Linked DNA regions of Mus musculus: all the other regions are linked to region 2. A link is a contact called in public Hi-C data. All regions are on one chromosome and are shown on one strand. The core of a region is the stretch at or near the end of the contact, and the rest is flanking DNA. Distances in the headings are between cores, read along the strand shown.

Evidence for each region. Hi-C and Micro-C count contacts between places; a contact is called where the count stands out from the background.
Region 1: a Hi-C map of uterus shows a contact between it and region 2, with 2.6 times the contacts expected there. The contact joins the promoter of Mcm5 here to the enhancer-like site in region 2. A contact is called at or near these places in 2 of 39 promoter capture datasets (the C10 cell line and hematopoietic stem and progenitor cells), 1 of 484 Hi-C or Micro-C datasets (uterus), 1 of 115 datasets of contacts at active chromatin or transcription factors (embryonic stem cells) and 1 of 9 other capture datasets (liver).
Region 3: a contact with region 2 is called in a Hi-C map of uterus, with 3 times the contacts expected there. The contact joins the promoter of Rasd2 here to the enhancer-like site in region 2. A contact is called at or near these places in 3 of 39 promoter capture datasets (the HPC-7 cell line, HPC-7-derived erythroid cells and trophoblast stem cells), 10 of 484 Hi-C or Micro-C datasets (the G1E-ER4 cell line, bone marrow-derived dendritic cells, embryonic fibroblasts and 4 more), 3 of 115 datasets of contacts at active chromatin or transcription factors (bone marrow-derived macrophages and embryonic stem cells) and 1 of 9 other capture datasets (liver).

The regions. Positions count from the first base shown.
Region 1 is chr8:75,108,017-75,110,789 of GRCm38.p6, forward strand. It overlaps Mcm5 (minichromosome maintenance complex component 5), which reads left to right and starts at 1,493. Exons shown (of 17, transcript NM_008566.3): 1 at 1,493-1,605; 2 at 1,684-1,858; 3 at 2,074-2,200; 4 at 2,284-2,412. The coding sequence starts at 1,692.
Region 2 is chr8:75,168,098-75,170,815 of GRCm38.p6, forward strand. No RefSeq gene overlaps it. Among named protein-coding and RNA genes, the nearest start is that of Rasd2, 44 kb to the right of the region's middle. Within about 2 kb of position 1,399, at least 7 of the 459 cell types and tissues checked have an H3K27ac peak or open chromatin away from gene starts, as enhancers often do. A contact at or near this core is called in uterus, where this site is marked.
Region 3 is chr8:75,212,514-75,215,213 of GRCm38.p6, forward strand. Rasd2 (RASD family, member 2) reads left to right here and starts at 1,431. Exons shown (of 3, transcript NM_029182.1): 1 at 1,431-1,565.

The DNA of each region.
Region 1 (2,773 bases), core at 243-2,742, 60 kb before region 2:
ATTCGCCTGCCTCTGCCTCCCAAGTGCTGGGATTAAAGGCGTGCACCACCATGCCCAGGCATAGGACTCTGTCTTTTGACCAGTGAATTTGCTGACTCTGCTTCACTCTGACTTTTGCTAAAATTCTGTTCAGTGCCTAAGTCCAGCATTCCATCTGTACCTGAGGGGAAGCCCCAGCCAACAATGCGGAATTACATCCCTGCTATTGGTGACAACTGTTAAGAACAGCCTCGATTTTGGTCAAGAAGCAAATAAAGCAATCTAAAATAAAATGTGTTAAACCTGTCTTGGCACACAGGGATTACCATGAAATGCTGAGAAAACCAAGTCTTAGATTCACCTGGTATTTTTTTTTAATTGCAAAAATGCTCAAACTTTATTCTCTGTAAATATATGTTTGAATGGTTGCTGCAGCAATAGGTTTCCACTTGTTCGTGTGGATGGGAGGAACTCAAAGGAAAATCTACACTAAGGTTGCTATGCTAAATCTGCCTCCCCCCCCCCCCAAGATTTCCATTTGGAATTTGGCCATGAATTTTGCATGGTTTAAGCATTGCCAAGGAATTAAAAAAGTTCTACAGTCATCATAATTATTCGTCTGAATCTGAATGAAAGAAAACATCCCTGGCTTCCTGGGCTTTGGTACTATCTGAGTAGGGGAAGGTGAGCCACCTGGTCCCAAAGCTGCGGAGACAGCACTCTGGCACCTCCTGCCGGGCTGGAGCAAGAGTACACCTCAGGCATACTGCTTTCTCACAGCAGCTCTGAAAGGGGTGGTTTTCTCATATACTTATTTTAAAGGCAGGGTTTCTTCAGCCTCCCTAGTGCTAGCAGATATGGGGGAGGGCTGATAAGTCTACTTTTTATTTATGTGTCTGTATCCAATTGCTCAGTCATTGCTCCAGTCCGTTTCCTTTTACTTAAAAAAAAAGTGTACTTATGTACAGATACATATATCTTTCTCTCTCTACATCTAACATGTACGTGGCCCATAGAGGCCAGGAGAGGACATTGGGTTCTCTGGAGCAGGAGTCACAGGCAGTTCTGAGCCCCTGACTAGGGTACTGAGAACAGAGACTGGGTCTTCTAAAAGTACAGCAAACGCTATTGACCACCGATCCATCTCTCAAGTCCCACCTTTTTACTTGGGAAAGGGGCTCCCTAAGTCACCCAGGCTGGCCTTGAACTTGCGATCCTCCTGCTTAGACTTTACGAGGAGCGGGGCTGACAGACCTGCGCCACTGGGCTAGGTTTTCTCCGAAGGCCTAAGGTTTAAACGCTCACAAAGCTCCCGAGCCTCTCCGCCATCTTTGCTCGGTTAGCTGCTAGCGCCAAGAACTTTCGCGCCAAAACGTCCAGCCTCACAAAATGGAGACCGGAAAGAGTTGACTCGTGACGTCACCAAGACGCCACAGCCAATCATCTTGGGAACCAGGCCTTGGAGGCGGGACTCAACCGGCGCAGAGCAGTCCAATAGCTATCCGCGGCGCTGAACGAACCAATAGGAGCGCAGAGACCGCGGTGGACAAACGCGGAGGCTGGTTTTTCCCGCGAAAGTCGGCTTCCTCTAGGAGGGCTGAGGTTCGTGTGGCGCGCCGCTGTGAGGTGAGGGAATTGCGGGACCCCGTCTAGGGAAGCTCCCGCCGCCCCGGGGTGCTCAGCTCTCTGTCTCCCTTGACCCAGGTACAGTCATGTCGGGCTTCGACGACCCGGGCATTTTCTACAGCGACAGCTTCGGTGGCGACCCCGGTGCGGAAGAGGGCCAGGCCCGCAAGTCGCAACTGCAGAGGCGATTCAAGGAGTTCCTGAGACAGTACCGAGTGGGCACCGATCGCACGGGCTTCACCTTCAAGTACAGGTGCGACAGTGTCCGTGAACCATTCTTACGGGGGACGCCTTTTCTTGACAGTCCCTCTTCAGGCCTAAATTTAGGATAGAGTGGTCTACAATTAGGTGTCTTTTGAGAGAGGTGGGGGCATTGGTGCCTGTGAGGACCGGGGTGCACAGGCACTGCTGCTGACGGTCCCTCAATGCACCCTTCCTGTCCCTCTGCCCCTTTGTTGACCACTAAAGAGATGAACTCAAGCGGCATTACAACCTGGGTGAATACTGGATCGAGGTGGAGATGGAGGACCTGGCCAGTTTTGACGAGGAACTGGCTGACCACTTGCATAAACAGCCGGCCGAGCACTTACAGCTGGTGAGTAGCACCCATTTCAGAGCCTCCTAAACCCGGGCCCTGCCCCATCATCACCAGCAGCTTATGCCTTTCCTCTTCTTCAGCTTGAGGAAGCTGCCAAGGAGGTGGCAGATGAGGTGACCCGGCCCCGGCCAGCTGGAGATGAGCTGCTCCAAGACATCCAGGTCATGCTCAAGTCAGATGCCAGCCCGTCGAGCATTCGGATTCTGAAGGTAGGAGTTTATTGAATGGCTAGTCAGGGTGGCATGGCCGCTGTGTGGTGCAGAAGGCGTCTGAGACAGGTAGCTTGGAGCACCAGATGTGTGACCCTGACCAAGACATTTGACTTAACTTAGTCTTTATCCTGTGTAAAATTACCTCAATGGGGTTGATGTCTTAAAGGGAAGGCAGAGTTGAGTCTTGCAGAACAACAGTGAGTTCCTATCCATCAGGGAGACTAAAAAAATAGTAAATGCCATCCATAACTGGGAGGCAGAAGTAGAAGCCTGGTGTACATGAGACCCTGTCTCGAAAAGAAAAGAACGTGGGGACAATGTGGCTATTGCTGAGAGGGTAGAGAGTTGAGGAAGAATA
Region 2 (2,718 bases), core at 149-2,648:
AGAGACCAGGACTGGGTGCCCGAGATGTCCAGGGACCCTTCACCCAAAGCTTCTGAGAGGTGTTCTGATGGTGGCACCATGCTGACCTATATAGCTTTTTGGTCCCTCAGGTCTTAGCTTCAGCCTCATGGTACCTAAGGTGGGAAGCCCTAAGGGCCGGGGAGTGAGAAGGTGCTAACATCTGGAGGACCTCAAGTCAAGCTGCTCTGGCTCTGCAGATGAGCTGGGCTCTAGCGGAGACTCTCAGTCAAGTGATAGACTGGGGAGTTTTGGAAAATAGCCAGACAAAGTGTATAGTGGAAGGAGAGGAGGGAGCATAGAGGACTGAGAGGTTGGAAGCAGAGGACCTGGCTGCATGCTGAACCTGTAAGCATGTGTACATGTGTATAGGCATATGTACTTGTGTATGTGCACACATGTGTGCATGCAAATGGGCATGCATGTATGTGTCTGTGAGCTTGTGTGCCTATGTTTGTCCTTGTGACTGTCATTTTCTCATCATCATGCATGCTTATAGACCATTTTGTAAACTACATGTCCCTTGAGGAAATGCTGCGAGTGCTTGGGTTTGGCCATGAGTACCAGCTCAGGAGTGAGGAATTAGCCAGACCCTTAATGTGTGTGCTGCAGGGTCCTGCTCTGAAGGCTTGAAGACCTATCTAGACTTATTGGTTAGTCACTGAAAACTGTAGCCCTCCTCAGGCTCATGAACCTGCGGGAAAACAGCAACAGCAGTAGCCTTATCAGGTGTTTCTATGTGGCATGTCCTGTGTCCGTGTTCTATGAAGGCCCTTCAATTTTGAGGTGTGGACACGGAGGCCCACACCCAGATGGCACACTTGTTGAGTCATCTCTGAAAGCCTTGCTTGGATCTGGATCCACAGGCTACCCAGTGGCCTCTGAAGTAAGAAATCTCCAACCACAATGGGACAGACAGCTCTCAGGCCTGGGCGAGCTGCCTGCCTCCTGGAGGTTGGAGTTGCTTTCTGAGATGCTCGGTGTTCTAGGATCTAGAATTCCAAGTTTAAAACATGTGGTCTGGGTCAGCAAATGTCATAAGTGGAGGAATGTTGCCAGTTATATAGAGAGGAACCAAATGCTAGGGCCAAATCTCCCATCTCAGGGCCCCAGGAACTCCAGAGCTGTCAGCCATCCTGCCCTTGATAGCAGAAGCTGCCAGCTGCTCAGGACATGGGCTTAGGCCTACCTGTCCCTGCAGTCCCTGTTCCCTATGGTGGTGCCTTCTGAAATAAGGAACTCATTTTTTCTCTGTGCTCTCTAACCCTGTCCCTGAACAACCTGACTCCAGCTGAAAGAAGAGATGGAGGAGTTGGGGCACTGAGTAGGAAGGAGAAGTCTGGCTTGGTGACATCAATGGGCCCAGGCACAGTTGTAAAGCACTGAGAAAACCCAGATGTGATACAGGCCCTGAAGGCCCAGCCTGCCCACCCACTGCTATGTGAAGTGCTGGATGCGATGGAGGGGCAGAAGGTCTATCCAGGCTTGGAGCCAGCTGGCAGCACTCGCCTAGAAAGGGTGATTAGGCTGGGCCCCGCTCTCCAAGTGGCAAAAAGCAGCTGCTTACAGGCCAGGCTTTGCCTTGCGTGATTCTGTCTTCCAGGGAGTCGTTTGGATTCCATTCTGAATGCATAGCCTGAGGTAAGCATGACTACATCTTGTCTGCACAAGTGTACAGTTGCTAACTATCTCAGGAAACTCTGAGCTACACAGCAACAGTTCATCTATGCAAATGACCTCTTAGCAATATTGAATGTGTCTGAGTAAGTCAGGAGCACGGGCGTTACTGGATGAAGTTTACTATGTGCCTGAGAATTAATATATGCCACACCCACTCCAGTGGAGTCTGCATGACAAGTCCAAAAGCTGGCTGCAGTCCTGAGGCAAAAAGTTTCACAGAAACTGGTCTCCTGGAGGTCCTTGGAGTCCCAAAACACAGATGTGGTCCGGATTTGTTCTTGTGATAGTCGGTGGAGGGTTTTGCGTGCTTTCTTTCAGTATTGTTTTATTATAGGTGCCCCCAAGGAATGATTTGACAAATAGCCAAGTTAGATTGGATGTTGTTTCCTGGCCTCCACTGGTGTTCCAACACCCTAGTCAATCGTTGAGCTGACCTTGGGCTTGGAAATTTGTAACAATGTTACTTATTCAGACAAAATGCTTCCAGTGTTGAAAGAGAGATACTGAAAGAAATCAGACATTGCAATTTACTGGATAACAGTTAGAAATCGCCGGGTGTGGTAGCACATGCCTTTAATCCCAGCACTCGGGAGGCAGAGGCAGGCGGATTTCTGAGTTTGAGGCCTGCCTGGTCTACAGAGTGAGTTCCAGGGCAGCCAGGACTATACAGAGAAACCCTGTCTCGAAAAATCGAAAACCCAAAAAAAAAAAAAAAAAAAAAAAAGTTAGAAATCTCAGGGCAAGTTCAACAAAGTAAACTTAGAGTTGTCATTACAGTCATATACGGCAGACTATATTACATAATAGAAGAAAGTTGGTGGGCTCCTCTGGTAAATGGAGTTTTCCCCACAAACACTTAGAATAGCAGCTGAGTCACTCCCATATGCAGGAATTTACAATTGTCTAGGAAGAAGGTGGGTTGTGGCTTAAGAAGGAACTAGAGTATTGTGTTATTCACAGAAAGGTTAGCAAGAACGGAATTTCCCTGGTGCATACTTTCATAAAGCACAGAAGAATAGG
Region 3 (2,700 bases), core at 181-2,680, 44 kb after region 2:
GCCTGGGACACAGGCTTCCCATGTAAGGCAATGACATTAATGAGACTGAAAAATGTGTTGGGGGTAGCGGGTCTTGGATTAAAGAAAACATTAAGAAATATGTGGCCCGTGGAAGCAAGAACGCCTGATGTCTGGCTTGGTTCAAAGCGCTCCCTAGGATAGCACGCTCTGGCTCTGTCAGGGACGGGAAGACTAGGTCCCACCAAGCCAGAGGAGGTCTCTCCATAGAGTTCACTCTGAGCTGCTTCCATTACCCAAGGTGATTCAGGGCCCCTCGTGGCTGCACGTGTGCCGCCCATGTGCTCCGCAGGCCAAGCGTTCGCAATGGAAGCCGCGGCCTGGACCGGGCTCCCGGCGAACGTAGGTGGGCATCGGAGGGGGTGGAGGTTCGCTCAGGGCGAGGTTGGGAGGTCAGGAGCGGGTTCCCACAGTTTGGGCTGGCTTGCGGGCGAGTGCGTGCTCAGTGTCAGCCTCCCAGGCCCGTGCCTTACGGTCTTCCGGTCACGGTGCGCGTGGCCGAAGCCTCGGGATAGCCCTCCTCCCCCGCGGCCCCAGCCCCACGCGCCCGGGCACGCGTAGCCGCAGATTGCCGCGGCTCCTAGACTGGGGTGGGGCGGAGGCGGGACCTGGCCGCGGGACCCGCCGCTGATTGGCTGCTCATGGCGGGGGCGGGGTGCAGGCGGCAGAGCCCAGGCGGCGGCGCTGGGCAGGTGGGCTCGGGACGTAGCGCGCGCCAGGGCCCGAGGTAGGCGTAGGTTGCGCATCTGGAGCCCGAGCTTGAGCCACCGGGAGAGCACGAGGGAGGAACCCACCCTAAGAAACTTCTCCTCGCTTGGGGAGAGGAGGCACAGTGCGGAGCGACGTGGGCTTCAGGCGAAGTTGGAGCTGCTGAGCTTCGGGGCGGCGTTCGAGGCCCCCTCCCACTTGCGCGCTGAGCGCAGCTAGCGGCGTCGGGCGAGGAGCAAGCGGCGGTCCTTTCCGCGAGGGTCGGCTGCCCGACTGAGGGCAGCCGGGAAGGACGGCCCGGCGCACAAACCCCTCTACCCTGCACGCGGCCACCCGCTTTGCGTCCAGAGAAGGAGGTAACGTAAGCTGCCAGGCGGGTTCGTAGGCCGATCGTCACCCCCAAAAGTCCTCCTGAGTCTCCGGGGTTCGCTTCTATATCCCCGGAGTCGTGCCCCTTCCCCTTCAGCGCGGAGCTCCAGGCGGGGGCACCCCGTACTGGACGTCCCCAAACCTTCGAGCACCTGGCTCAACCGGAGTCCCCCCTGTCGGGGCAGGGCAGGGCCGCCGGCGGCGAGCCGGAGCCAGCCCAGCGCCCCAGCCCCGCCGAGCCCTCGGAGCCCACCCATGGGTCATCATCCCCTGATCCGCGGGCCTCCTCGCCCTGTCGCGCTCAGCCCAGCTCCGGGCGCCGCGCGCAGGAGGATCCGTACGCAGTGACCCTGGAGCCCCCGCAGACGCCGGGAGACTCAGCGGTCGGAGCGGCAGGCGGCTCCCCGCACCTCCAGGAGCTTCCAGGGAGCCCTCCAAGCCGTGCTCGGGGTCCGTCCCGCTGTTCTCAGGTAAGGGAGACATCCCAATAGAACAGGAGAGGTAGCTAGGTGGAGTGGGGCAGCCGGCTCAGTAGAGGGACGCAAGCTCGGTGACGCTGGCATTTTATGACAAAGGAAACTTAAACTGTACCCTCTACGTGCTGAGATGCTTTATACACGTAGAGCATTAAGCTCACTAGATGCCTAGCCTACTACCTCTGGTGGTCTTTAGCCCCTTACATAGCGTAGGAAAGTGGATTTATTGAGCTCTTGTGTGCTCCGTTTGTCCCTGGGAGCTTTCTTTTAGACCAAGAGACAGTCCACTTTAAAAGGAGGAAACTGAGACTCAAGAGGAAGAGGCAGTTACCCTCCCTAGATAAAACCTCAAGCAAGAATGATCAGGGGTCCTTTAACCTATCCTAGCGTCCCTTGAGCTTTGGAGCATTTCCTGCAATGTTTCCTTGCTACCATGGTTTCCTGAACTCAAGTGGCCAGTGTGTGGGGCCTCTGAGCCACACTCTCTTGCCCACCTCTGCCACCAGTCCACGAAGGATGAGGAAGGGTATTGGATTGTCCTGGACCTCCTGGAAGCTAGACTAGGGTCTGGAGCAACGACCGGCTTTGGACTCTCTGATTCAGGTTCCTCCTAAGCCTCAGAGGGACAAAAAAGAGTCCCTGCAAGTCGTCCACGGGGCTGGGAGCAGCCGGGTGGCTCATGACTACTCAGAGAGACTGCCCAAAGAAAAGAGTCTTGTATTGGAAAGGTTTCTGGGTACCTGACCGTGTTGCGTTTGTTTCTACCCAACGTTTAACAGAGAGGTGAGCTGAGTGCACAAACCAGATCACTCAGAGGTTCTGTGCTGACACAGCTGATCATCCAGAAACAGATGCCCCCTGTTCTCTGCCCTCCTGACATCCCCAGGATGGGAAGGGTGGCTTTGTAAAGCTCCTGAGACTCCCCAGAGCCTAGGGGAGGAGTCAGGACTACAGCGTGTCAGTCCTAAGAGGCTTGGGATGTGCACACAGGTGTGGCAGGTAGTGTAGTGAACCTGGCTCTGGGGTGCACCCAAGGAACTCATCCTGACCAATCTGTACCTGTTCAGCTCCCATCAAGCACTGGGGCAGACACAAGGGTGAATGGCCCACAGTTGCACTGCTTGTGAGC